Linked DNA regions of Zea mays: regions 1 and 2 are each linked to region 3. A link is a contact called in public Hi-C data. All regions are on one chromosome and are shown on one strand. The core of a region is the stretch at or near the end of the contact, and the rest is flanking DNA. Distances in the headings are between cores, read along the strand shown. Region 1 holds the start of LOC103637972 (ABC transporter C family member 13). Region 2 holds the start of LOC100278723. Region 3 holds the start of LOC103639738 (protein POLAR LOCALIZATION DURING ASYMMETRIC DIVISION AND REDISTRIBUTION).

Region 1 (3,939 bases), core at 707-3,206, 280 kb after region 3:
TACATTGAATATTCCATGATATCTTTTCATCTAGTCACCAGGTTGTCGGTACCCATAAGATATTTCATGATATGTTTTAATTTTTCTTTATACTTATTTACTTTGACTATTCCATTCATTCATTTTTATTTTATATGCTACGTAACTTTTGTATTATTCTATATGATATCTCACGAAATATTTTTAGTTCTGAACACGGTTAAATATTTTCTTCTTAATTCTTAGCTCCTGTGTGCAATAGTAAGAGCAATACGTTTGCTCCTTTCATATATCTCCTAGTACTCTGATCATCTCCGAGTCCCCCCACCCCGCCAAGTCTTTTTAGAATCAAGTTCTTTTGGAAAACATAAAATGTATCTCCAACAACTTCTCTAAAGTAATCATAGTTTTTTATAATCATTAAAACTCCCTCATTTATAGCTACAAAACAGAGATTTTTTTCTCCCATGAAACATAGTTTGCCGCCACCCGTTATCCCGCAACTATTGTCGCACGACCCTCTATTAGACCTCTATCGTCGATCAGGCCTCCGTTGTCGCTCGACCTCGCTGTTGGTCTTCCCTCACCGGCCACGCCTGCCCATGTTTCACCAGTGACCTCTGATGGCAGCACAGGTTTGGTGGTTGGGCAAACGCCAAAACGCTAAAGAAAAAAAATACACCTATAAAATATATCAACGTGGGCTTAAGGCTGATCAGGTATAGTTTAAAATATTTTGATTCATATTTAAGGGAACTGTTGGAGAAATGATTAAAAACTATCCCAATATATTTTGAGATGACCCTTAAGATCTTGTTTGATTGCATCTGAATTGGAGGGGATTGATGAAGGTTAAATTTTTTTATTCAAATTTGATTAGAAAGAGATTTAATCACCTTCAATCCTTTTAATCCACCTCTAATTAAATAAGCTCTAGATTGATTTTAGAAGTCAATTTGCGAGAACTTTTGGAGATGCTCTACTATTTATTTCTCTTTTGGCCCTGTTTGTGATAGCTTCAGCTTAAAAAAATTTAGTAGAATTGTTAGAGCAGGTCATTAGATGCTATAAAAAACTATATAACCGAAGGTGTAAGACTTTAAAAGATATTTAAATAAGTCATTTTATTTATTATTTAGAATAAAAATATTTTTAAAACTATTTAAATTGATATTATAAACTATTGCTTTACATGGAGCTAGGAACTGGAGCATCCCAAAGACCTCGAACGTATCTCGAGGACTCGCGGAACTACTGGAGCACAGAGCAGTTTGGAAGCGAACATCGCAACCAGCAGAGCGGGCCGGCCCATCGGGGAGGAGGAGACCAGCAAAATCCGCTAGTCGGCGAGGTGCATGGTCCGACCGGTCAGACCTTAAGCGGCCCCTTGTTGGACGAGTTGGTGGTCTGTTTGTTGTGGGGATGTCGTGTGTTCTCGCAGTCGGCCCAATATATCATTGTGTTCAGTTATTCGGCCTGGTGAGTGGTGACGGCTTGGGAGCTCGGCCGTCGTACAGCGCAGACTCCGCGGAGGGATCGCCTATCGTTTTCTGATCTCCCCGCTCCTCCTATGTGCGAGCCACGTGACTGAACAGAAATGACAAAGGATCCCAAAGGCCGAAGACCAAAGCCCAAAAGCAAAAAGCCGAGCCCACTCGCGCAAAGTGGAGATCCGCATGCGCGACGCGCGCTACTTTCAGAGCTGAGACGAAGCAGGGGACCCTCAAGTTAAACCATCACTGACAGTGGGTCCGTCGTTGCACTTGGACCCTCATGCCGTCTCAGCGGCGCTGCGCTCACGCCGTCGTTCGGCACTCCGGCGGTTCTGCCCCTCTCCACTCGATCGCTGGCCGCGCGCAGCGCGCTACGGGCTACGGTGCTAGTGCGATCGCCGGTTATGCCGAAAGCGGCGCTGCTCTTTGTTACTGCATGTGCTAATCACCTTTAGGATGTGATAACGGAAAAAGCGAAGCCACACTTTGGTGACCTTTCTGTACGAGAAGTCGAGAACAAACGAACGGTGGATCACACGCGTGGCACCACTCCACGACTGCCGACGGGACGGGGACGGGGACGGCGCGACGTACGCACTACTCTCCACCGGTCTCCACTCCGCTCGCCACCCGCCCGCCTGCCTCGGAATCGAGGCCGGCCGGTGCTCGTGATTCCAGTCCTCCGTCGGGCGCGGCGGCGTCAGCGTTCCTCCGCCGTGTGCCGCCTCCCTCTCCATGGATTTCGTCTGCCCCGGCGACCCCGCGGTGCGATTCCTAAACCCCGCCAAAACCCTACTTGTTTTTATTTTTACCCCGGGCGCCGGACGTACGCTGGGGTTTTTGAATTACCGATCGCGACGTGGTCCTAACCCGTGACTGTTTTGGGGCGGCGATCTCTCGGTGCAGGTATGGGACGTCGACGGGAGGCGTTTCGGGCCGTGCTTCGCGGATTTATATCCTTGCCTTTTGATTTTGATCTCGAGTGGGTTGCAGTTGCAGTTCTGTGGTTTGTTGTCCTCGAGTGTGGTTTGCCGTTGGTGTTGTTCTGAGGTCTCTCCTTAACACTTTTGTCGTGGTTGCACGGTGCTGGGATTCGCTGGGAATGCGATCGCCGCGGTTGCTGCACTTGGGCTCTTCCTCGCCAAGAGGAACACAAACAGAGCTCAGGTACTTGATTTTGCTCTGCATCATCTACTACTTCTCCGTTTAATAAAGTAATCGATCATTTTTGCGATCATTTCGAGGAGCATTTCGCTGTCAACATTCAGGCTATGTTGACTATTTGGAATTCGTAGGAAAGTTAGTTGCTAACCATCGTCTCTTCCAGATTCTGCTTTTGCATGACATATTGGCATTCAAAAACTGTAAGGGATTAGACAGCCGAGATACTCCTATCCTAAAATAGTTGTTGTTCTTGTTTTCGAGAAATCAATTCTTTTTAACTTTAGTCAAATATATTTTATAGTATATAACCAGTATTATTAGATAGGCCATTGAATCTATCTGTATAATAAATTTATTTAGAGATGTAAATGCATGTTGATAATATTTTCTATAAATCTAGTTAAATTTGAGAAATTCTAACCAATGTAAATATTATAGCGGCAACTATTTTGGAATAGCTTTTCTTGTTCCTATTTGCATTTTACTTGTTTCTATCTGCATATTTTGACCTGATGTGACACATTAATGACGGAGATAGTTGCCTCCTGCTGTAGTACTAATTGTATGGGACTACTGTTCAGACGTACTTTATGTAAGTGCGTTGTGCTCATAGAGGGGGTAAAAATAAGGGTGCCAAGTGCCATCTACTATACTTACTGCTGCTCAGTTTGAATTCTGATTATTCATTGTTATGTTTACATTCTATGCCTACAAAGCAATACCTTGCTGTCCGTTGTCAATGTATTAGGCCTTATATCGCATTATATATTTCACATGTTTGTTTACGGTAGACCATTTGGAGTATTCAAGTAAAGCTTGCATGTTGCATTACCGATTTCGTCATAAGGCTATCCCTAGTAGGTGCCATATGCGAATATGCATTTTGAGCGGTCACGGTACATATGCGAGCACGCAAATGAGAGGACGCTTCGAATAGACCGGGCATGTAGACGCTCAAATAAACCCACGGAGGAGAGAGAAACCATAGATTTGGTGTATGTGGAGGGTGAGCGCACATTTTCCGCGTCCTCATCTGCGCTCTGCTGGAAGGGGCTATTGTGGCTCGCGAGCACACAAAATGCACATACGCACCCGTTTAGGGGCTCTACTGGAGATAGCTATGTAATTGTAGAATTAGCACCTTCAGTTACTCATGAATAAGTCGATAATTGAAACTGGATCAAGATTTCAGAAATTTGGTGGTCATACTAATACTAGGAGGATTCAAGCAGCTGGCAGCATAATATACCATCCAGATCCAGTACTACATAATAATATTATATGTTCTTGCATTAAAGCACTT
Region 2 (4,428 bases), core at 207-2,706, 390 kb before region 3:
TAATACCAATCTTGGATCAGGCATGTGTAGGCCATCAAACCTGACATCTATTACGGTAGAACCTGTGGAAACGCATGGCTGGTCAGAAGAACAGGACACGCAACTACGTGAGCAAATCGTTGTCAGAATGAGGGGAGTCATTTCTGAATTTAATTCCATGGTTCAACCGTTGCGCACTCAACATGTTCCGTGCAAGATTTACTGAGCACTATGTTAGCAATCTACGACCTTAACCCGTAACCTAACGTCCTAACCACTAGACAATAAATAGATCGGATGATATATCTTTAGGATTGGGAGACCACAGAGAGATTGGATCTTAGTGTGTAGGAGGCAAGAAGGTACGACGAAATTGAGAAGAAAAAAAATTCTTGCAGGGAAAAAACATTCTTAAAACTTTGAACTCAAGCTTAAAACCTTGCCCAACTTAAAGGAAATACAGAAAATAAAATAAATAAAAGGAAAGAACACTATTATTGGCTCTAGTACCACTGTTAATAGTCTATGAACTTAGCTCGTAACTTAGTCACTAGAAAACGTAAAACAGAGGTATACCTTCGCGATTAGGAGTAGCGGTTATGGGAGTCGGATTGTGGCGTTCGGACGCGATGAAGACGATGGCGGCAGCCATTCCTTCACTAGCCGTGGAGAGATGATCAAATCTTGGTGTGTGTGACAGTGTGAGCGATAAGTACGACAAACATCATCTCTATTTGTTTAAACGGTACGAATGAAAGCCGTAACGAACGGGTTGTTGCGCCCCGATTAAGACACGAGTATGATGTCGTCTCGGTCCTGTGACTGAGTCGGATAGTGTGATGCGTTGTATAAGAAGGCTACCGTGGTGAACGAGACCATGTTTCACGCGTGTGCGAGCTGCAACCACACAAACGACCATGCCAATTGCCAACGCGAAGTGGGGACGAGGTGAGGTCGACAAGAGCGCCTCTAAGAAAATCCTGCGCATCACGAAGCAATGGGGAAGGGGACAATGCCAGGTCGCAAACAGGGGAAACCAAATGAAGAACACCACTCCACGAGGAGAGCAGAACCAGGCGCCGGAAGGCGCGTGTGAACTGTGAAGCAGAAGAGATCCCGGACCTATAGGGTGTGGAGGTGGGTGGGTGAGTGCGAAACGCGCGCACCTGCCTCAGGAGCCTCTCCTGGTCGATGGGTCCGCGCGCGCCGCCAGCGACGCTGAGGAAGGCGACGCCGCCGCCGCGCGCGCCCCGCCCGAGTGCGTCCACCCCGCCCCGCGGGATGAGCTGCGGCTCGCCGAGGCTGAAGGCCGCGTAGAGCGCGAGGCAGAGCGCGGCCTGCACGGCTACCGTGCAGCGCCACGGCGGCCGCTCGCGGTCTGCCGCTTCTCCCATGTCGGCAACCCTCTCTCTGGTGCTGTCAGGCCGGCTCCAACTCCAATGCCACCCCAGATAGCTCTCTGACCGCACGTACGGGTAGGCGTGGTAGATCACGATCCAAATGTCGTTTTATAATTTGTTTGAGTTTTTAATTACTTTTAGTTCATAAATAAATAGAAATAGAATCCAATTTGATTATTTGTAGTCTAAGATATTGAGTTTATTGCCACCTCTAGGTATGGGGCTACAATTTCCCCACCAATAGGGCTACAATTTCCAGTAGATAACTAAAAATGTATTTGTCTCTTTTACAGGTTAATTATATCGTTTTTAATTTTAATTATGCCCTATGATATAATAATAATGTGCACTATGGCAATATTATGATTTTTTAAAAAAGTCAAAAATGGTAAATATGTATGTTAATTAATATAGGGGAAGTTGTATAGAGAAAAATGTTTAAGATAAACTAAGTAAAAGAGAAAAATCTTTTAGAGAAAGAGTGAAATATATTAGAAAGTATAGATAAACGAATGTATGGGGACAATGGTTAGAGAGAACCTCAGATCCAAGCTGAAATGACGGAGACTAAGAGAAACTTTAAAAGATGTAAATCAACCCAAAACCATTAGGCCTTGTTCGTTTGTGTCGGATTGCACCCGGATTCGTTCCACTCAATCAAAGTTTATATAAATTAGAAAAACAATCCGGTTAGGAATTATTCCGACCCACCAATCCAACAGAAACGAACAAGGCCTTATTAGGAAGGAAAACTGGTCTTTCTTGTTCAGCTCCCTCGTCCTTTCACTAAAAATTTGGCGTCCCTCGTCCCATCATCTTCTCCCGTATATTTTCGCGTCATGTATCCCTCCCCAGTCCCCAATCTGTCCGCCCTCCGCACGCACAGGCTCCCGCGTATTTCGCCGCGCGCACACGGCGCCAGGCTGCCAGCCACGAGTAGCAAGAGCAGAACGCCTGGAAGTAGGAGAGAGAATGAAATTCTTTGATTTGTTTGTTCCACGTACGGGAAATTGGAGCAGAACGCCTACAGGCTACAACGAAGGATAAAATGCTTTTTTTGTTTTGATTTTCCTTGTGTCTGGCCAATAATACTGTTGGTTCATCTGTTTGTTTCTGTTGTACAGAAATCAGCCTGAAATCACAGATAGACAGATTTCAGGTTTTTTATATACTTTAGGGAACTGTTGGAGTACACGCTATAACTCACTTCTAAAAAAAATTAGAATGCCTTCAATAATCATTTTTAAAAGAAACTTTTTAGCATTCTTTTGGAGTTGATCTAACGTTGGCATCAATGTCGTGGGTGATGTGGATGAGGACGATGGAGTGACGCTTAAAAATTCAATCATTCAATGGTCCCAGTCGATCTCGAAGCCGCCACGCTTATGATTGGTAGATGTTGATTTCACAGACGATATAACCGCGGGCATCCGTCGGCCCTGTGGACCTCCGCTTGCCGCCGCTGCGTTGGCGGTAAAGACGGTTCGACCAGCGACGAAATCGACGGCAGGGGCGCCGCCAAGTGGGATATTTGCTATTTTATCATTATTATCATCGATGAGAATTTATCATCAGGTCTGCAAATTAGTTGGCATAATAAAAAGGAGGCAACAAACTGAGTTAATAGGTGAACTAATTCTTTTGCTAAACTTTTAACTAATTGTTTACCATCTAGCTAGCCAAAGTTTAGCTAATTGTTAACCAACAAGCTAGCCAACTATAGCTAATCCGTACTTATCCGTACTTATCTTTAGCCCCGTCTTATAATTAACCATTCGTATCCAAACAGGCCCTAAACACAGTACAAGACAACAGGGCAGCGATCCACCGGTTCGAGCACACAAAATGGCTGCATGAGTTCTAAATGTGTATGCATATTACAAGGACAACAAGTAAACCAAACGCATTAGCAGTAACACCCTCAGGCCTGGAGGTGCTTTCTTTGATGTTACAATATATAGCGCACATTCTGACCACAGTATACATAATGATTAGAGGGGGATTCCCTTTCTTACCACTCTGGAACCTACAAATCAACCATCGATTTCCATGTCCGCCTTGGCTGTCGAAGACTGCCCATGCGGTGCATCATGGCCTGAATCTTGTTGAGGAGCTGCTGCTGCTGCTGCTTTGGTGGCTGCATCTACCAATTCCTCTTTGATGGCACTGCCAGTACCATTTTGGTGTGGTCGCAAGGCCTCGACGACATTCTCGCACACAGTTTCAAACTGTCGAAGGCTATTGGCCAAACTAGAAGATGCGGACTTGTCTCCAAAGAAGGAACTGAGCGCATAAGCACCACTCTCTTCAAGCACTCCACACATCTGCAGAGCATACGTACACAGTCTGGTTATAATGTTAACTCGAGGAAAACAAATGATGCGTTCGCCCATGACCCATGAAAACGTGTGCCATTGCGCTTACACACCTTATTGTAGAGATGGGGAACTTGTAACTGACCAGCTGTGCCCTCAGAAACCAATTCATTGGTAGCTGGAAACGAGGATCCCAGTTATCAAAACAAACAAATGAACAAACCTCAAGACTCAAGAGTATATGTCAACAACAACACATCTTTAGAGAGAGTTTAGTAAGACAAGAGTCATGCATGACACATGATTAAAAATTGTGAGCATCTGCCCCAGCATGTTCTATGCCACTATGTGACTGTCTCTTCCTGCATAGGTGGAGAGAAGGAATATATATATATAGGGAATAAGAGATCACTTACAAATTGGCTCAAGATTGGGCAATTCCCGCAACAGTTCACTGATATCTGGAATAAAAGGAGCATGTCCTGCTGGAACACCTTGTTCAGTAATATCATCAGGAACAGGAATTTTTTTCTTTATCTGCAAGAGAAAAAGGTACGCTTTAAAAAATGCTGCAAGATACTACATGAACAGCTACTGTGCACTCCCATGTGAGCTTTGAGTGCATGCCTGTTCAGGGAAAAAAGCCTAGTACCGTACCACAGCATATTCCATATTCAAGGCTCTCTCCATAAGATGATATCTCTTTCTCAAGAACTCAACTATCTTTCTCTGGA
Region 3 (4,367 bases), core at 934-3,433:
CCAAGTACAAACTCTGCTCGAATTCACAAAAGGATTTTTTTTTTCGTCCGCACCGGACAACGACACGACGTACAAGACAACCAAGTGCAGGCAAATGCAGAGCCGAACCCCGCGGCCTCCGTCCGAGCCGCACGCGCGCACGGCAGAGGCGCGACAAGAGGCCGCCGCCGCGGGTCGTGTCGCTCACTCGCCCCAGCTCGCAGGAGTACATTACAGCGCGTCACCCGCGCAGCGTGATGACGAACGACGACCCCCATCCCCATTCCATCCGGACATCTGCTGCAGGCTGCAGTACAAAGGCAGGCGGCCAGCCGGCCTTTCGCGCCACCTCTCTCTCTCTCTCTCTCGTTTCTCTACCTGGCACTGGCGGTGGCAATCCGGCGCGACTCGTCGCGGCGGTGGGAGACGAGCTTGGCGGCGTCGCGCCACCACACCACCTCGCGCTCCTTCTCGTGGAGCCGCCGCTGCGCGCTGTCCAGCGCCGACTCCAGCTCCACGATCCGGTCCTGCTGCCGCTTCTGCAGCAGCTCGTGGAGCCGCCGCTCCAGCGCGCGCGCCGACACGCCGCCGTGCGGGGGACTCATCCTGTCCTCGCCGTACTCCACGTCATCCTCCTCCTCCTCCTCATCGCCGTCGTCGTCCTCTTCGCCCTCGCCGTCCACTTCATCATTATCGTCGTGCTTGTCGCAGCCACCGCCGTCGTAGTCCACGCAGCTGCGCGACGCGCTGTCGGGGGCGTCGCCCTTCGTCTTCACCTTCAGCAGCGGCAACTGCCGGCAACGTCAGCCACATCAGCAGCAAGCAAGACGAACACGCGTCGCGTCACACGGACGTACACGTACGGCGTGGTACGTGGTGGCGTACTGCGGTACTGGTGGTGATTTTTCGTTCCGCACGTACCTCGAGTCCTCGCGTCGGGGCGATCCGGCTGTCGCCGCCGTGGCCGTGCACCACCGTACCGCCGCGCCCACGCTGCTGCTGCATGCGGCTCAGCTCGGCCTGGAGCTCCGCCTCCATGAGGTCCATCACCACCGCCGTGCGGGAGCAGTTGGACGCGGCGTCGGCGTCGGCGTCGGCCGCGGGGAACGCGATCGGGTCCTTCACGGCGGTGGTGGTGGCGCTACTGCCGCCGTCGGATTCCTGCGACGTGGCGGGACCAGCGACGGCAGCAGCAGCAGCAGAAGTAGGGTGGCTCGCCGCCTGCTTCTCCTCCTCCTCCCTGTACCGCGACGCTTGCCTGATCTCCGACACCAGGGCCTCCATCTGCGCGCGCAGCTCCACCATCTTGTTCAGCTCCACGGCGCTCTTGGACAGCAGGAGCACCAGGCTCGCGCCCAGGCCCAGGTTCATGGACACCAGCTCCTCCTCGGGCTTCTTCCTCCCTGCGGAATCCGACAAAACTCCAGCATTAGCATCACTGCTCTCGACGTCTCCATAATTCAAGCAAGCGTTCTGAATTCAGCGGGAGGTTTTTAGTGCATATGATGATCCTCCTGCCTCGGAATGCCGAACCTAGCGAACTCCGCGGCGTCTCGAGGGGCAGCTCTGGCAGCGGCGGCGGCGGCGGCTCGACGACCTTAACCCGGGGAGTCTCTCCCTGCTCGGCGCCATCCTTCCGTTCCTCCCTCAGCCCGCCGCCGTACCGCCGCGGCAGCCGCACCCGGCACCCGAACCCTCCTCCCCCGCCACTCCCGCCGTCGCCGCCGCCACGCAGCAGGATACGCGACAGCAGCGACCGCGGCGACGGCTGCGCGTCCACCCCGCTCGCGGTGCGCGCCAGGTGCGCCCGGATGGACGCCGCCGCCGCCGCCGAGGAATTCGCGGCCGCTAGGCGCGGCGGCGGAGGCAGGGGCAGCGACGACGAACCCGCGTCCTCTCTAACCCTCCCTCCCGCTCGACCCCTCACGCAGTTCTCCATTGGAAAAAGCGATGGAACAAACAAGCAAGCAAGCTAAGCTATAGCGCTATGCGCGTGCCTGCCGCCCGCCGAGGAATTCGAATTCTTGGCCACGCCACGCCACGCCCCGTTGCTGCTTTGCTCCTGCATGCATGCGTAACGCCACGTATTTATAGGAGAGGAAGGAGAAGATCGAGGGCGAGGAAGAAGAAAGAAGCTCTCCCGGCCTCTTCCGGAAAGGCGCGCGGCAACTTTGGAGGGAAGTTCGGCAAGTTTAAAAAAAGCGGCGGGGGGAGTGTTAAATGCCGGTACTAATCTAGGCGATGAATGATCTTGGAAGCTTGCTTGGGTTGCGCTAATGGCGCGCTGGCCCCACCGTCGTCCCAGGCCAGGCATGCAATTGGAGGCGCAGGGGAGGGAGGAATTAACTGCGGGGGGCGAGCAACCCATGTTGATGCTGCTGCAGCCTGCGGGGGAAGGGAAGCTGCCGCTGCCGGTACCAGTAACTGCGCTGCGGGCTCTGCCGTGCTGCCATTTTTAACCCTCTGCACGCAAACAATCTCTCGGAATGGAACTGTGAATTCCTGGGTGTTACTGACGGCCGAACCGAGCAGAGCAGAGGTCGGGCAGTGCCAGGGCCAGGGAATTTTCCTTCTGGAGACTGGAGGGTGTGTCCTCATGTCAGCGTCGTCCAGTGCAGTGCAGCGCTGTGCCTGCCTGTGCCTGTGCTACTGCTGCTGGGAGGAGACGGAGCTGCAGCCTTGCAGGGTGCGCCTAGGTCTAGGCTAGGTAGGGCGTAGGCATTTTTCGTTAGGCCGGAACTAGGTGGCGGGGAGACGTCGGATGAAGCATCCGACGGCTGGTATTGAGCCCGGCAAAACGAGTCGTAGTAGGGTAGAAGCTCCGTGCAACTGTGCAAGTGCGTCACCAGCAGCAATACGGGTGGTGTAGCTGTAGCAGCAAGCAGCAGCATTTTCACCACACAGGATAATTTTTTTTTGAAATGCGTCCGTCTCTGACTCTCTGATCTATTATAAAAAAACACTCCACTAATCATGGATGGCGTGGCCTAGGCACCTATATAGCTCAACCTGATCCAAAGACACGCACGATCATGGCCTGGCCTAGTTGGCGAGCAGCGAGTTACTCCTAATTTGTCCAGCCGACCAGTCCATTACATATGGCCACGTCATGCATGACACCATGCATGGCGATTAGAGTCCCGTACCATATACACAAACGCTACCTCGTACTAACTTGCGTGTTAACTGCGGATTCGAATTGAAACGATGAGGAATTAAATGGGAGAGCCACGGGGTTTTTTTTAACTCCCAGCAGCTGGTTAAACCGCCCGCGCTCCGATCCGGATAGAACTGAAGGCTTTGGGCATTGACCGTTGATGATGAGGAGTTCAAATTCAATTCGTCCGTGAACAGTACGTGTAGCTAGGCACCGTATTCCAGTCATCGATCAGCTGCAGGTAACAACGCCGCCAAACCGAACCATGCAGCAGCAACTGGTTCTCGTACACTGTTATTAGGGCGATAAATACTTGTTGTCTGACTGACGAGGACAGACCTTAGGGCATGTACTACAAACTTGTACAACCCAGAGGCTTATTAGGATCGATTTGTAAAGTATAAGAGACGGTTAAGAAATTGCATAATACAACTCAGAGCCTATAAATCATAAATACAGTTAAGACATAATATGTATAGAGAGTGGTGTAGAGACGGGCTCTCCACGAAGAGACTGTCTCTTGATTTATTTATTTATTTATTGCACTTACTACACCCTAGAGACTGTTTAAAAGATGTCTAATTTGAGCGTACTGTGAGCTCAAAAAAAAAGTTACGGTTACACACAGCTCGTTCGTACACTTCTCCGTAACATTCTTGATTTATAGCACTAATAAAACAGGGAAAAGTGAAGTTATTAACTGAAGAGTGGCTTGTTGGGAGACTAGTCTACAAACTACGTACTTAATTGCATTATTAATTGCTGACAGACGATAGCTTTATTTGTTTAAATTACTACGCACTCCAGCAGCCATGCATGCAAGGGCCGGCCGGCTAGCGACGAAGTCGTTATTAGCTAGGGGATTAATTAGAGCTATAGACTGCTTGCGGAGTACTGTATAAAATTACTTCTATACTTCCAAGCAATCGTCATTCTAATTACTTTTACTTTTACTTTTACTTTTACTTCCAAGCAATCGTCATTCTAAGCAAGACGCATTACGTGTGGGAGTTAAAATTTTGAATAAAGAAATAGACACGTACGCGGTGGTATTACCGTGTATTTCTTTTTTTTTTCCTTTTTACAGTATGCATATATGCCTTGCCTGCCAAATGCATGGCACGCCATTCATTCCTAGGCGACGGTACAGAACAGAACCCACATCTCGGCGCAGAACCTACGGTACGCGCGCGCGCGAGTCCGGCGGCCGTATGGCGCGCCGTTCAAAATT

What was found. A called contact is a pair of places that touch in the nucleus more often than the background predicts.
Region 1: a Hi-C map of bundle sheath shows a contact between it and region 3, with 1.8 times the contacts expected there. The contact joins the promoter of LOC103637972 here to the promoter of LOC103639738 in region 3. A contact is called at or near these places in 3 of 25 Hi-C or Micro-C datasets (bundle sheath, ear and leaf mesophyll).
Region 2: a contact with region 3 is called in a Hi-C map of endosperm, with 2.0 times the contacts expected there. The contact joins the promoter of LOC100278723 here to the promoter of LOC103639738 in region 3. A contact is called at or near these places in 5 of 25 Hi-C or Micro-C datasets (endosperm, leaf and leaf mesophyll).

What each region holds. Positions count from the first base shown.
Region 1 is chr9:14,318,488-14,322,426 of Zm-B73-REFERENCE-NAM-5.0, reverse strand. It overlaps LOC103637972 (ABC transporter C family member 13), which reads left to right and starts at 1,956. Exons shown (of 36, transcript XM_008660967.3): 1 at 1,956-2,237; 2 at 2,379-2,425; 3 at 2,555-2,639. The coding sequence starts at 2,208.
Region 2 is chr9:14,986,779-14,991,206 of Zm-B73-REFERENCE-NAM-5.0, reverse strand. It overlaps LOC100278723, which reads right to left and starts at 1,456. Exons shown (of 8, transcript NM_001151907.2): 1 at 1,146-1,456. The coding sequence starts at 1,373. It overlaps LOC103637982 (CHD3-type chromatin-remodeling factor PICKLE), which reads right to left. Exons shown (of 31, transcript XM_008660980.3): 28 at 4,352-4,428; 29 at 4,111-4,231; 30 at 3,808-3,872; 31 at 3,144-3,703. The coding sequence ends at 3,413.
Region 3 is chr9:14,597,354-14,601,720 of Zm-B73-REFERENCE-NAM-5.0, reverse strand. LOC103639738 (protein POLAR LOCALIZATION DURING ASYMMETRIC DIVISION AND REDISTRIBUTION) reads right to left here and starts at 2,183. Exons shown (of 3, transcript XM_020544230.1): 1 at 1,513-2,183; 2 at 901-1,382; 3 at 305-770. The coding sequence starts at 1,918. The coding sequence ends at 354.